Linked DNA regions of Bos taurus: region 2 is linked to region 1. The links are chromatin contacts, called in public Hi-C maps. All regions are on one chromosome and are shown on one strand. Each heading gives the region's core, a stretch centred on a gene start, on an enhancer-like site or on the middle of the called end of the contact. The rest is flanking DNA. Distances are from core to core; before and after follow the strand shown.

Region 1 (5,968 bases), core at 984-3,483:
AGGACAAGGCAGAAAAGAAGCACCAACACTTGGAAATCGACTCATCCTTTGGATTAGAGCAGGCCCTGGGAAGACAGCTCAGCCCAACATGGAGGAGGGAGAAGATGGAGAAATGGATAATATGGATTTATTCATGTATTCATTTACAGACCAAATGTTTGCTTGGTGCTTACCATATGCCAAATAGCTTCAGCCAAATACTATAGATACTAGAACTGATTTCTCAGTAGGGGTTCAGAGAAAGACGTGGTCGGATCTACAGTAGGAGTGGGAGGTGGTCAGGTAGGAAGTCAGTTACCTAGAAGAATGGGTAAATCTTGGCAGGTAAATGGAGGGAGGAGGGAAAGGCGACCGAGTGAAGTATTTGACTTAAGACCCTGAGACGTGAGTAGCCCAGTGCAGTGGAAGTAACTTGAACCTCATCTACTCATCCATCTATTATAAACATCTATTTCAGCATCCTTGCATCTTCTGTGTCTTCCACCTGGAAAAAATGACTCAGCACATGTTGAATGAATGAATGAATACATGAGCATGTATACTGACCTGTGCAGGAGATGTTATCAAGTATTCTTGCACAATTTTTCTCTAATAACTATTCTTTGAACTTGGACTTGGTAACCACATTTTTATCTCTCAGCAAACTTGTGTCCTCCCTCTGAGCTGTACCTGATGGGACTTAACTTTCCAGATTCTGTCTGCACATGCCTTTCCTCCCAGCTCTTACTCAGATCTTTGTCTGGTGCTTGAAATCTAGGACATTGTACAAATAGGAAGTCAGGCATTTCTAAGGTGATCTCAGCCCATGTTGGGATTCAAAATAGGGTCACTACAGGTCATTGGTTTGGGGTATACAACAGTTACACACTGCGACCATCGACTGAAATGGAATCAATTGGGAAGGAGAATATATATGCCTCGATTAGGTGTCCAAGGGGGAATCTGGCTTCTTTGGGGGGAAGCCCATTATTAATACTTGCTTAGTTTGCCATCTCCAGATTTTTTACAGGGTCCTAATGATGAACTTCCTTTAATTTGTATCGCCTCTGAATACTCATACTCAATGCCCAAAGAGACTCCAAAGCATTTCTGGATTTCAGCGCTGGTAACACCTGCAACAGGAAGCAGAGAAACACAGAATGCTGAGACACAAAAGACAGTGAATATATACAACCAGCTCATAATAGTAGTTCATGGCTCACCAGCTCACAGTAGTGAAAACTAGCTTCTATTTTAGAGTCTATGAGATCTGGGTTGAAATCCCTGTTCTTTACCTGAGTTTCAGTGTTTTCTTCTCTACGGTCCCAGTGCAAATATTCCTGAAATAAGAAGGACTATGGATTGCACGTGCTAGTTGGTCAAAAGCGCTTGTGCCTTTTCCTTTGCACATTCTCCACGGGGCCTCCTTGAGCAGCTGATTCTGTCTGATCCATCTCCTTTACCCCTGTGCCTAGTGCAGTGCCTGGCCCATGATTGGCACCAATCTTGCATATGTTGCCCCTTCCTCTCTCCTTTTTCACTGTCATTCTGAAGTCCACACGAGCTCCAATTTAAACACCATTTCTTCCGTGAAGCACTTTTGAATCAGAACACATCCCTCTTTCTTCAGAGATACCCATGTGCTTTGTTCGGGCCTGAATGATCATTTGTGTCCTGATTCTTTTTGCCCAGGTGCTCTTTGCCCCTCAGAGAGGCTAGGTGTTGTCAGAAGATTGATAGATCTCCATGGGGAGGCTGCCTGACCTCTGACCCCAGGAGAACTGTGAGGCCCACATTAGCTGCCTCTGTCTATATCTGAGGAGCTGCTGAGGAATCTGCATTTTGCAAATGAAGAACATAATTCTCAAAGGGAATTTGCCCCAAATCCCACAGCCTGTAGGTGAACAGATTGGGGTTTCCAACCCTTGGTCAACTGGCAAGATAAGGCTAGAAAAGCAGACGGGAGCAAGATATTGACCATTGCTACAAGGTTCAACTTCCTCTGTAGCCAAAGTCTTCTGAAGCCTGTGAACCGGAGTTTGTATTTTCAGCACATCATTGCTTTTCACTGCAACTATAAATAATTATAACTAGTCAGTGTATTATCCTGGCAATCAAAAAGGAAAGATCATTTAGGTTGTAATTCAGTTAAACTAAAGATTAGATTCAATATTTTCAAGGGAGTTTTGGGCAGCAAGTTTACTTGCTGGCATTCCCATGAAACTAAACTCCATGAGGTCAAGCACTGACATCTTATTTACCGCTCTGTCAGTCTGCCATGGAGGAGGATCTCCATAAATACTCTTAGGATAAATGATTGATGAATGAAAATGAATGCCAAGAATTGTTTCGTAACAGCTTCTGATGGAAAGAATCTTAGAAGCCAGGAATCATGAATTCAAATCCCAGTCACTTAGATGAATGGACAAAGAAATCATATAGAATAATTATATACATATTATATAATTAATAATAATCAAATAGTTATATATAATTATAACATATATAATCATTATAACATATATAATCATTATAATTATATAAATTATAAGTTATATACTTACATATAAATAATGTATGATACATACTTATATGTATTAGTATATATAATATAATTATAATATATATTATATGTAATTATTATATATTAAAAACTGTATACATATGTATATCCTCTATATAGCCCATATATATGTGTATATATATGTATGACATATATATATATATATATACACACACACACACCCTATAGATATATCCCATATAAAGAGATCCTACCTTAAAATGTAAAGAAATTTGGGACAATGTGGATGAAACTAGAGGACATTATACTAAATGAAATAAATCTTACACAAAAAGAAAAAAAACTTTACAATCGTACTTATACATGAGCTCTACAAAAGTCACATATATTGAAGCAGAGAGTAGAGTGGTGGTTTCCCAGGACAAGGAGGTGGTTGGCAAAAGGGGAGATTCTGCACGAGGTTGCAGTTGTGTCGGAGAAATAAACCTAGAGAGCTAATATACAGCCTGGTGACTCTAGTTAATAATACTATATTGAAAACTGGAAATTTGCAAAGGGAATAGATTGCGAGTACTCTTATCATCTTACCACACACACACACACACACACACACACACACCTGACTATGTGAGGAGAATATGTGTTAATTAGCTTGACTGTAATAATCACTTCATATATATATATATATATATATATATATAATCATTATACTGTATACTTTAAATATATACAAATTTTATTTTTTTTTAAAGTGAAACAAAACACATCCCAGTCCCTGACACCCTGTATGAACTTAGAAAAGGTCCCCAATCTCACGGGGTCTCAGTTTCCCATGTATGGAGAGAAGGAGTTAGACTTGCTCATCCCCAGGCCTCTCTTAGCCGAGGCCCTCTGAGCCTCTGTGCGCAGTGGTTTCTGAATAACTCTGAGCTGAGAGTTTCTAGGAGAAGGGATCCTTTAAGCACTAGCACTCAGCACCAAGCGAACGGCTTCTTCTGCCATTTCCGTTCAAGTACTTTTAATTTTTAATGCACTACTAATTGAGGAAGATTTAGCATATTTAATTGTTTTGATTAAAAACTGCTTCAACAGTGATAAACAAAAGTGGATGAAAGGAATTCATGGGCAGAAGCCAGAGTGATTACTTAGGTGAGTGGTGGAGTGCTGCTGAGTGAAGTGACAGGACGGGCTGATTAGTGGGGGCTGGGAGATGCCTGTGCAGTGATTATGCTCCTGAAGGGTCTGCCGACAGCTTGCCAGGCACTTCTGGGAGAACCGAATTCTACAGTAAGGCTTGATTGCAAAGAATTGCCTCCTGAGGACCCTGAAGGAGGGTACCAGCCAGCAAGGGGAGGTCTGCGACTTAAGAACCACACAGCGTGAGGGCTAAAAGTATCCTTAGTCACCTACCTGACATGTCTCATGTTTAGCTGTGACATGCTTGGTTCATAAAGGTTAATTGTCTTGCCTAAGACAACATAGTTAAAAAGAACAGTGGAGCTGAGATTCAAACACGTCTGTCGTGCTCAGAAGAATTAGTGGTACTTTCACTAATTCCAGTTATTTCATCAGAATAAAGTCTGCTGAAAATTTTAGTAAGCATCTACTATTACCATCCCAGGCATACTATATGTTGGACAAGGTAGACACTCTGAGGATAAAACTGATATAAATATGATGCCAATCTGAACGAGTAAGGTCCTGGCCTTGAGAAGCTAGCAGATGTGGGCCATATAGTCAGTGAAGACTCACTTGGATCTGAGAGTTGCTCATTTCAATACACCAGGACTAGAAGAGGAGTCTCTTGCCAGAAGTCATGGGGACTGCAAGTCAGAGCTGTCTAGAGAGCACCCATGGAAAACCAAGACCAGTAAGCTGGGATAGGGGCCGGGGGAGGTCAAATGTGATGCCCAAATCCAGGACTTGAGGCTGGTATTGAAGCTAAGACACAAAGCCAGAGTGACAGATGCAAAGAGCAGAGGAGGGGGTGAGGGGAAGAGCAGAAATATGTCCAGCACGACTGAGTAACACTTGCCCAGATGGGCGCGTGGCGTGGGTGGACAGACTGCAGGACCAGGCGGTGCTCTGCCGGGGCTCCACCCCACCTCAGCAGCCTGACTCCTTAGATGTCAGCTCTGGACCACATCAAACTGGCATTTGCTTTGGGCTTTTGAACTCAGTGAATTGGAGTTGATGCTTGCTGAACCTGGGTACATAGTGAGATCTTCTGGAGTGCTTATTAAAAACAGGTTCCAGGTCTCCACTTCTCTCGATTCTGATTCTGTATTTCAGAGTAATCAGCAAATGATATTTTAAACGAGTATCTCGTATGAAACCTATGCAGTGCATCTGGGATCAGATATTAAGTACCCTCGTCCTACAGAGAACCTCCGGTGACCTGTCACAGCAAGCTGGCCTCTGCCCTGTCCTAGTTAATCCCTTAAATAAGGACCTAGCAGCCAGGCTCATTGTATCTGCCCAGGCAGAAGGAACTAGAAAATGAACCAGGATCCAAAAAGCCCTCAAAAGGCTGATGAACAGACAGACAGACCAAGCATGAGAAGTGAGATTCAGACTGGAAAGTTACAAGATCCTGTCCTGGAGATAAAATACCAAGTACGTGAGCACAGTAAGGGATAGAGTCAGCTTAGCAGGAAAACCAGAGAAAAGGCCTAAGCGTATTAGATAACTTCCAGCTCAGTAGAGCAGTGATGCCAAGTGAAAATTATAATCAATAGAGGAAAGGCAGTGATAACCTCACTCCTTCTGCACAGGTTAGAGAAACCCAGAACCTGGAGCCACGTTTTGGGAGCCACACTTTTCAAAGGAAATAAGAAAATGAGACATTCACTGGACACCACGCAGCCTTTGAAAAAAAGGAAATCCTGCTGTGTGCAACACCATGGCTGAACCCTGAGGACGTTATGCTAAGAAGCCGGTCACAGAAAGACCAGAACTGCATGATTCTACTTAGTGTGAAGTATGTATAGCGGTCAAACTCACAGAAACAGAGCACAGAATTGTGTTTACCAGAGGCAGAGGGAGAGGGTGATGCTGCTAAGTCACTTCAGTCGTGTCCGACTCTGTGTGACTCCATAGATGGCAGCCCACCAGGCTCTGCCATCCCTGGGATTCTCTAGGCAAGAAGACTGGAGTGGGTTGCCATTTCCTTCTCTAACGCATGAAAGTGAAAAGTGAAAGTGAAGTCGCTCAGTCGTGTCTGACTCTTTGCGACCCCATGGAGTGCAGCCCACCAAGCTCCTCTGTCCATGAGATTTTCCAGGCAAGAGTACTGGAGTGGGTGGCCATTGCCTTCTCCAGAGGGAGAGGGTGATGAGGCATAAACTCTCAGTTACCCTAGATGAATAAGTTCTGGAGTTCCTGTTGTTCCACTCTGTCCTTAGAGTGAAGAATTCTGTATTGTATGCTAAAACATTGGTTACAAGAGTAAATCATGTGTCAAGT
Region 2 (5,686 bases), core at 2,505-5,004, 61 kb after region 1:
AAATAAAAGTGATGGAAGTCGCAAACAATGATTTTAAGAGAGTTATTTTAAGTATATTAAAGGGAATCATAAACATTATGAGAAGTAAAAGATGTCAAAAAAGTACCAAATGAAACTTTTAAAGCTGAAAAATTATAATAACCAAAATGAAAGATTCATTGGATGGGCCAAAAAAAAAAAAAGATTAAATATTGCAGAAGAAAAGATCAGTAAACTTGAAGATGTGATAGTATTTCCAAAATGAAACAGAGAAAAAATACTGCCAAAAACAATTTTTAAAAAAAGAAGAGAGCCTCAGGGCTCTGTAAGATAATATGAAGTAATAGACTATATCTACAGTCAGAAGGAGAGGAGAGAGTATGAGGCAGAAAACATATTTGAATTAATAAAGGCAAATTTCCCCCAAAATTTGATGTGAACTATAAATCCACAGAATCACACCAAGGCACATCATAATCAAACTGCTGGAAATCAATGATAAAATAGTTGAGTCCATTTTTTTAAAAAGTTTGACAACAAAGAATAACAAAGTAGACTTTTCCTCAAAGACTATACAAGCCAAAGATAATGGAGTGATATATTCAAAGTAATGTGGAAGGGAAAGATGGAACTTTTCATGTAGAATTTCATATTTGTCAAAGATATCCTTCAAAAAAGGCAAGATAAAGAGCTCTTCTGACTAATAAAAACGGGTCATTCTCTCACCAAGATTCATTCTGACCATAAGAAAGGTCAAAAGAAGTTATTCAGGAAAAATAATAATGGTATTAGAAGTGATATGATATTATTTGAAGGTAGGCTGTGATAAGTTAATGATGAATGTTGCAAAGCTTAGAGTAACAGCCAAAATAAATAAATGAAATAGAATTACTAATAAGTGATTTGGAATTAGAAAAAAAAAATCCAAAAGAAGACAAAAAAGGAGAAAAACAGAAACAAAGAACAGATGGGACAAGTAGAAAACAAAATAGAAAATTGGTAAACCCAAACCCATGAGTATCAGTAATTATATCTTATGTAAGTGGTATAAATACTATGATTAAAAGACAGAGATTGTTAGACTCAATAATAAAGTAAGACCCACCTATATGTTATCTGCATGAGTCATACTGCAAAATATAAAGAGTCAGATAAGTTAAAATATTGGGGGAAAAAATCACCATGCACAACCCAGGGATATGAAGGCCTTTTGTAATGATAAAGGGGCAAATCGTGGATAAACCTGTATATAGATAGATAAGAAGAGAGCTTCAAAATATATGAAGCAAACACTGACAGAACTAAAAGGAGAAACAGATAAATGCAAAATATAGTTGAGGATTGCAGCATCTTTCCCTCAGTAATTGTTAGACAAGGAGGTGAAACTTGAGCAGCTTTAACAACCAGCTTAATGACTTAAAACTGCACCAACAACAGATAAGAACACACTTTGAAGTGCCCGTGAAATATTCACTAAGAGCATATTCTTTGTCGTAAAACAAATCTCAGTAACTTAAAAGGATGGAAAAAATCTTTTAACTTTTTAAAGCAACACACATGCTGAAATATATCTTTTGTATAAAACACATAAAAGAGAGTCATGATTTTTGAGCTGAATATTATAATGTCTTTTCATCAACATTATCTTAAAATATTTTTTCTCAAGCAATTCCGTTTTTCTAAGAATTTATAGTAATGGTGTAATAACACACAGGCAGTATTGTTTATAATAATGGTAAATATGAGCTTATAAAAGTAAATGTATGCCATTAAAAATGTAAATATATACCATCTGTTTTCAATGTTAGTGTTTATATAAGATTTTATTTGAGAAAAATAGTTATTTATTTTGCCATTGTTAAATTTTCTTAAAGTTTGAAATCACAGACTAATCCAAAAGATGCATATTAATTGGCACATTACAAATTTATTCTCATTTTTATCAACCATTGGAGAGAAGAAAATACCCCAAAAAATGACAATAACAGTCACAGAACACCCCTGGTAACAGCTGTCATTGAATGCTTATTAAGTACCAAGGGTCATTTTAAGTACTTTTATGCACTTAATTGTTCCTGTTACTTGTCTCCCACTTTACAGCCCAGAAAACTTAAATAACTTGCCTAAGATCACACAGATAGTACATGCTGGTGCCAGAATTTGAACCCAGTCAAGTTATTTCACCATGTAATTTTGCGTTTGCAAAGCCAGGGTCAGACACTCTGGCATTAGACACAAGACCTTTGATTTCCTACTTCAGCACTTTGCAACATATTTAATTGGTTCTCTTTTGCCTTGACTTCAAATTTGCCTCTTCACTGGTCTGTCTTATTTGATAAGTTCATCAAACATCAAGACTCTTTGTTCATTTTCAAAAAGGATTACAATGATAAGCTTTTATAATTAAGGGTATCTCAGCAGAGATTTCCTTTACCACAGTTCTCTGGCCTTTTATCTTCTAATTATTAGAGATGAATTTTCTGATTTTTCAAAATGGTATTTGCTTGAAATACAAGTTGCAAATTAACTGCTTGTAAAAATGCCTTTCCCCCTTCTGAACTGTTGTTAGTTAAAGGAAATCTCTCGCTTAGCATTTAAAAGCAATAATGATTCAAAATTGAATCATCCAACAAGAATTTTAATAAAATAGCTCTAGTTGAAATTTTCAATGTTTAGGAGACAGGGACTCCTTTAAAACTATCCCACAGGCAAAATAAGAGGCTCTTTAAGCACTACAAAATACTTGATGTTAAGATTAACAACAACAACAAAAAAAAACACATGAAGCCAGTTTGGGATATTCAAGAAAAAGGAAAGTATAAAATGCAGCATACATAGATAAATATCTCATCCATTCATTACTCCAGAGCAAAAGGTTGACTTTCTGGAATGAAATGACTCAGTATCTTTATAGTCTCTTGTGTTTCCCAAGATAATTTTATATACTTTATCTAATTTTATCCTCCCCCAAACACTATGAGATGTGTATTCTTATACTTCACAAATGGACAAGCAGAAGTTAAATTGTTCAATATCATTCAAGAGAATTATCATTTATTAAGTTGGATATATTTTATATCCAGGATCTTATTTCATGTTCATTAAGCTAATGGTAGAACTGACCTGACAATGCAGGAGACAAAAGAGATTCAGGTTCGATCCCTGGGTTGGGAAGACCCCCTGGAGAAGGAAATGGCAGCCCACACCAGTATTCTTGCCTGGAGAATTCCATGGACAGTAGAGTTTGGTGGGCTACAGTCCATGCGGTCGCAAAGACTTGGACATGCCTGAAGCAACTTAGCACAGAACTGTGGTAAGCAACTCTTACAGAAGAGGTATTATCATTTTAATTTGACCAGTCGAGAAACAAGTGAAAAGAGATTAGGCGATTTAGTCCAGATGACCCAGCTCCTAAGTCTTGGATTTGCACACAGGCCTATCTGACACCAAGTGAATGCTCTTTTTACTGACCTGGAGTCCTTCACTGAATTAGTAATAGCATGGAGTCCTTCACTGAATTAGTAATAAAGTTCCATCCTATAACAGCCTGTTGCAAAAAAGACAGCAGCTCATTTCCCGGCTAAGTAACCCTTTAAACTGCAAATTTTGCAGAAGCTTTTGGCCAACTCACCAGTTCACCTTCTCCTGTATGGTTACCCCAGGCTGATAAGTCATCAAAAATAAGAGGAAAAAAGCAGCAGCAAACATCTCATCCAGGAGCTACCAACCTGTATTACCTAGAAAGTAATAAAACTACTCAGGGAGTTGGAATAAAAGACATCTACAGTCTGGGATCTATCTAATGTTTGAAACTAAAAAAAAAAAAAAAAAAGACAACTCACTTGATTCTCATTCAAATATGGTTAATTACTTACTAGGGTATTGATTAGCCAACTTCCCTAAAATCCTACACACCAAAGGCTACTGCCCCTCAGATCTTTGGAAAAACAATATACACATGGTTGAGGAAAGGAGGATATTTATAATAACCGATATCAGCTGAGCAGAGGGATCTTATTTTCAGAATGAGGCAAAAACCAAACCAAGATATAGCTCCAGAATTCATGATCTTTTCAAGTAGCTCCTGGAATTTCTGAGGTCAGATCAATTTGTTTTATAAGACTGAAATAAGGCTAATACTGGCATTTCAACTCAGCCATAAACAGCCAGCAAAATACAGGAAATGCTACCGGTTACATGGGGAAGTTCTCCAATGTATTGCCAAACATCTGGGGTCTGAGAAATGTGGGTAATTGAATGGGCTTTCCACCTCTCATCCAGACATTGGGTATCATTACCATCTTGTTTTTATTTTTTACCTTTTTTTAAAAAAAAATATTGGAGTATAGCCAGTTAACAATGTTGTGATAGTTTCAGGTAGACAGCAAAGGGATTCAGCCATATATATACATGTATCCATTCTTCCCCAAACTCCCCTCCCATACAGGCTGCCACGTAACATTGAGCAGAGTTCCCCTTGCTATACAGTAGGTCCTTGTTGGTTATCCATTTTACACATAGTAGTGTGTACATATTTATCCCCAACTCTCTAATTCTCCCTTCTCCCTATTCCTCCCTCTTGGCAACCATAAATTTATTCTCTAAGTCTGTGAGTCTGTTTGTGTTTTGTAAATAAGTTCATTTGAATCATTTCTTTTTTAGAGTCCACATATAAGTGTCATACAATATTTCTAGCATATTTGTGTCTTCAGGGAACCAGATGCCTTAAATGGACATCTCCAGAAACATCCTCTAGAATTGTAACAACAACCACACACTGGATTGATGACACCATGTCTACATACCTTCTCTCACTCGTCCAGACATAGTCATAAATCAATTACATACAGATGGTTAGATAGAAAGATAGTAATTGAACGTGTGTCAGGCATTTCATTTGTCTTATTTTACTTAATCCTCACACTAAGTTTATGAGATGGAAATGATTCATTTCATTTTGCAGTTGAAGAAATGAAGATCCAGAGAAGTTAAGCTGTTCAGGAATAGACAACTGTCTTGATATCCTCAGCAATCATCAGATTCTATCATTAGCAGGATTGGCCAGTACTCTCATTATTCATCTCAAAATTATTTTTAAAAAATGTACTGAATAGCTTGCATGCCTAAGAAATCTGTACCTGGTTTAATTGTGGAGATTTAAACAAGGTCCTCGGTTGTTATTATTTCTAGTTCTTCAGAGATTAAGGTGCAGTTTGACAGAGGTGAATACCAATTATTCCAGGCCCTAGAAACCACACCCCGTCCCCTACCTGCCCAGTCTCTGATTTCTGTGTCTCTCTTCCTCCCTGTCTTTGTTTTGACTCCTGGGTCCTCTTGGCTGTAATTTTACAATCCTTCTGACCTATTTGGAAAACTCTGTTTTTTTACTTTTTCCTCAAGTAATCTAGCCATGACTAATACCTCATAATGCTTTTACTGACATGTGGATGTGATGGGAGGTGTTATATCTGGACACCCTAGGGGCAGCTCTGGGAGGCACGCCTGGAATCCACTTCTTTCCACCAACTCCCTCGGTGCCTCTGTCTTCCCTCCAGGTCCATCCAAAGTCCAGAGTCTGAACCAGGTCATCAGCCCCCTGGGGCGTGTGGCTCAGATTTTCCTTCCACACTTCTGCAGCGATTCTCATGGGGAGCAGACCTCTCCCTACGACAGGGGTCTCAATGGCAATGACTTTGCCTCTCAGGGA

What was found. Hi-C and Micro-C count contacts between places; a contact is called where the count stands out from the background.
Region 2: a contact with region 1 is called in a Hi-C map of liver, with 1.9 times the contacts expected there. The contact joins the promoter of C8A here to the enhancer-like site in region 1. A contact is called at or near these places in 2 of 11 Hi-C or Micro-C datasets (liver and skeletal muscle).

What each region holds. Positions count from the first base shown.
Region 1 is chr3:89,228,933-89,234,900 of ARS-UCD2.0, forward strand. It overlaps C8A (complement C8 alpha chain), which reads right to left. Exons shown (of 11, transcript NM_001046285.1): 8 at 981-1,112. Among named protein-coding and RNA genes, the nearest start is that of C8A, 60 kb to the right of the region's middle. Within about 2 kb of position 2,234, at least 1 of the 102 cell types and tissues checked has an H3K27ac peak or open chromatin away from gene starts, as enhancers often do. A contact at or near this core is called in liver, where this site is marked.
Region 2 is chr3:89,287,946-89,293,631 of ARS-UCD2.0, forward strand. It overlaps C8A (complement C8 alpha chain), which reads right to left and starts at 3,755. Exons shown (of 11, transcript NM_001046285.1): 1 at 3,611-3,755. The coding sequence starts at 3,687.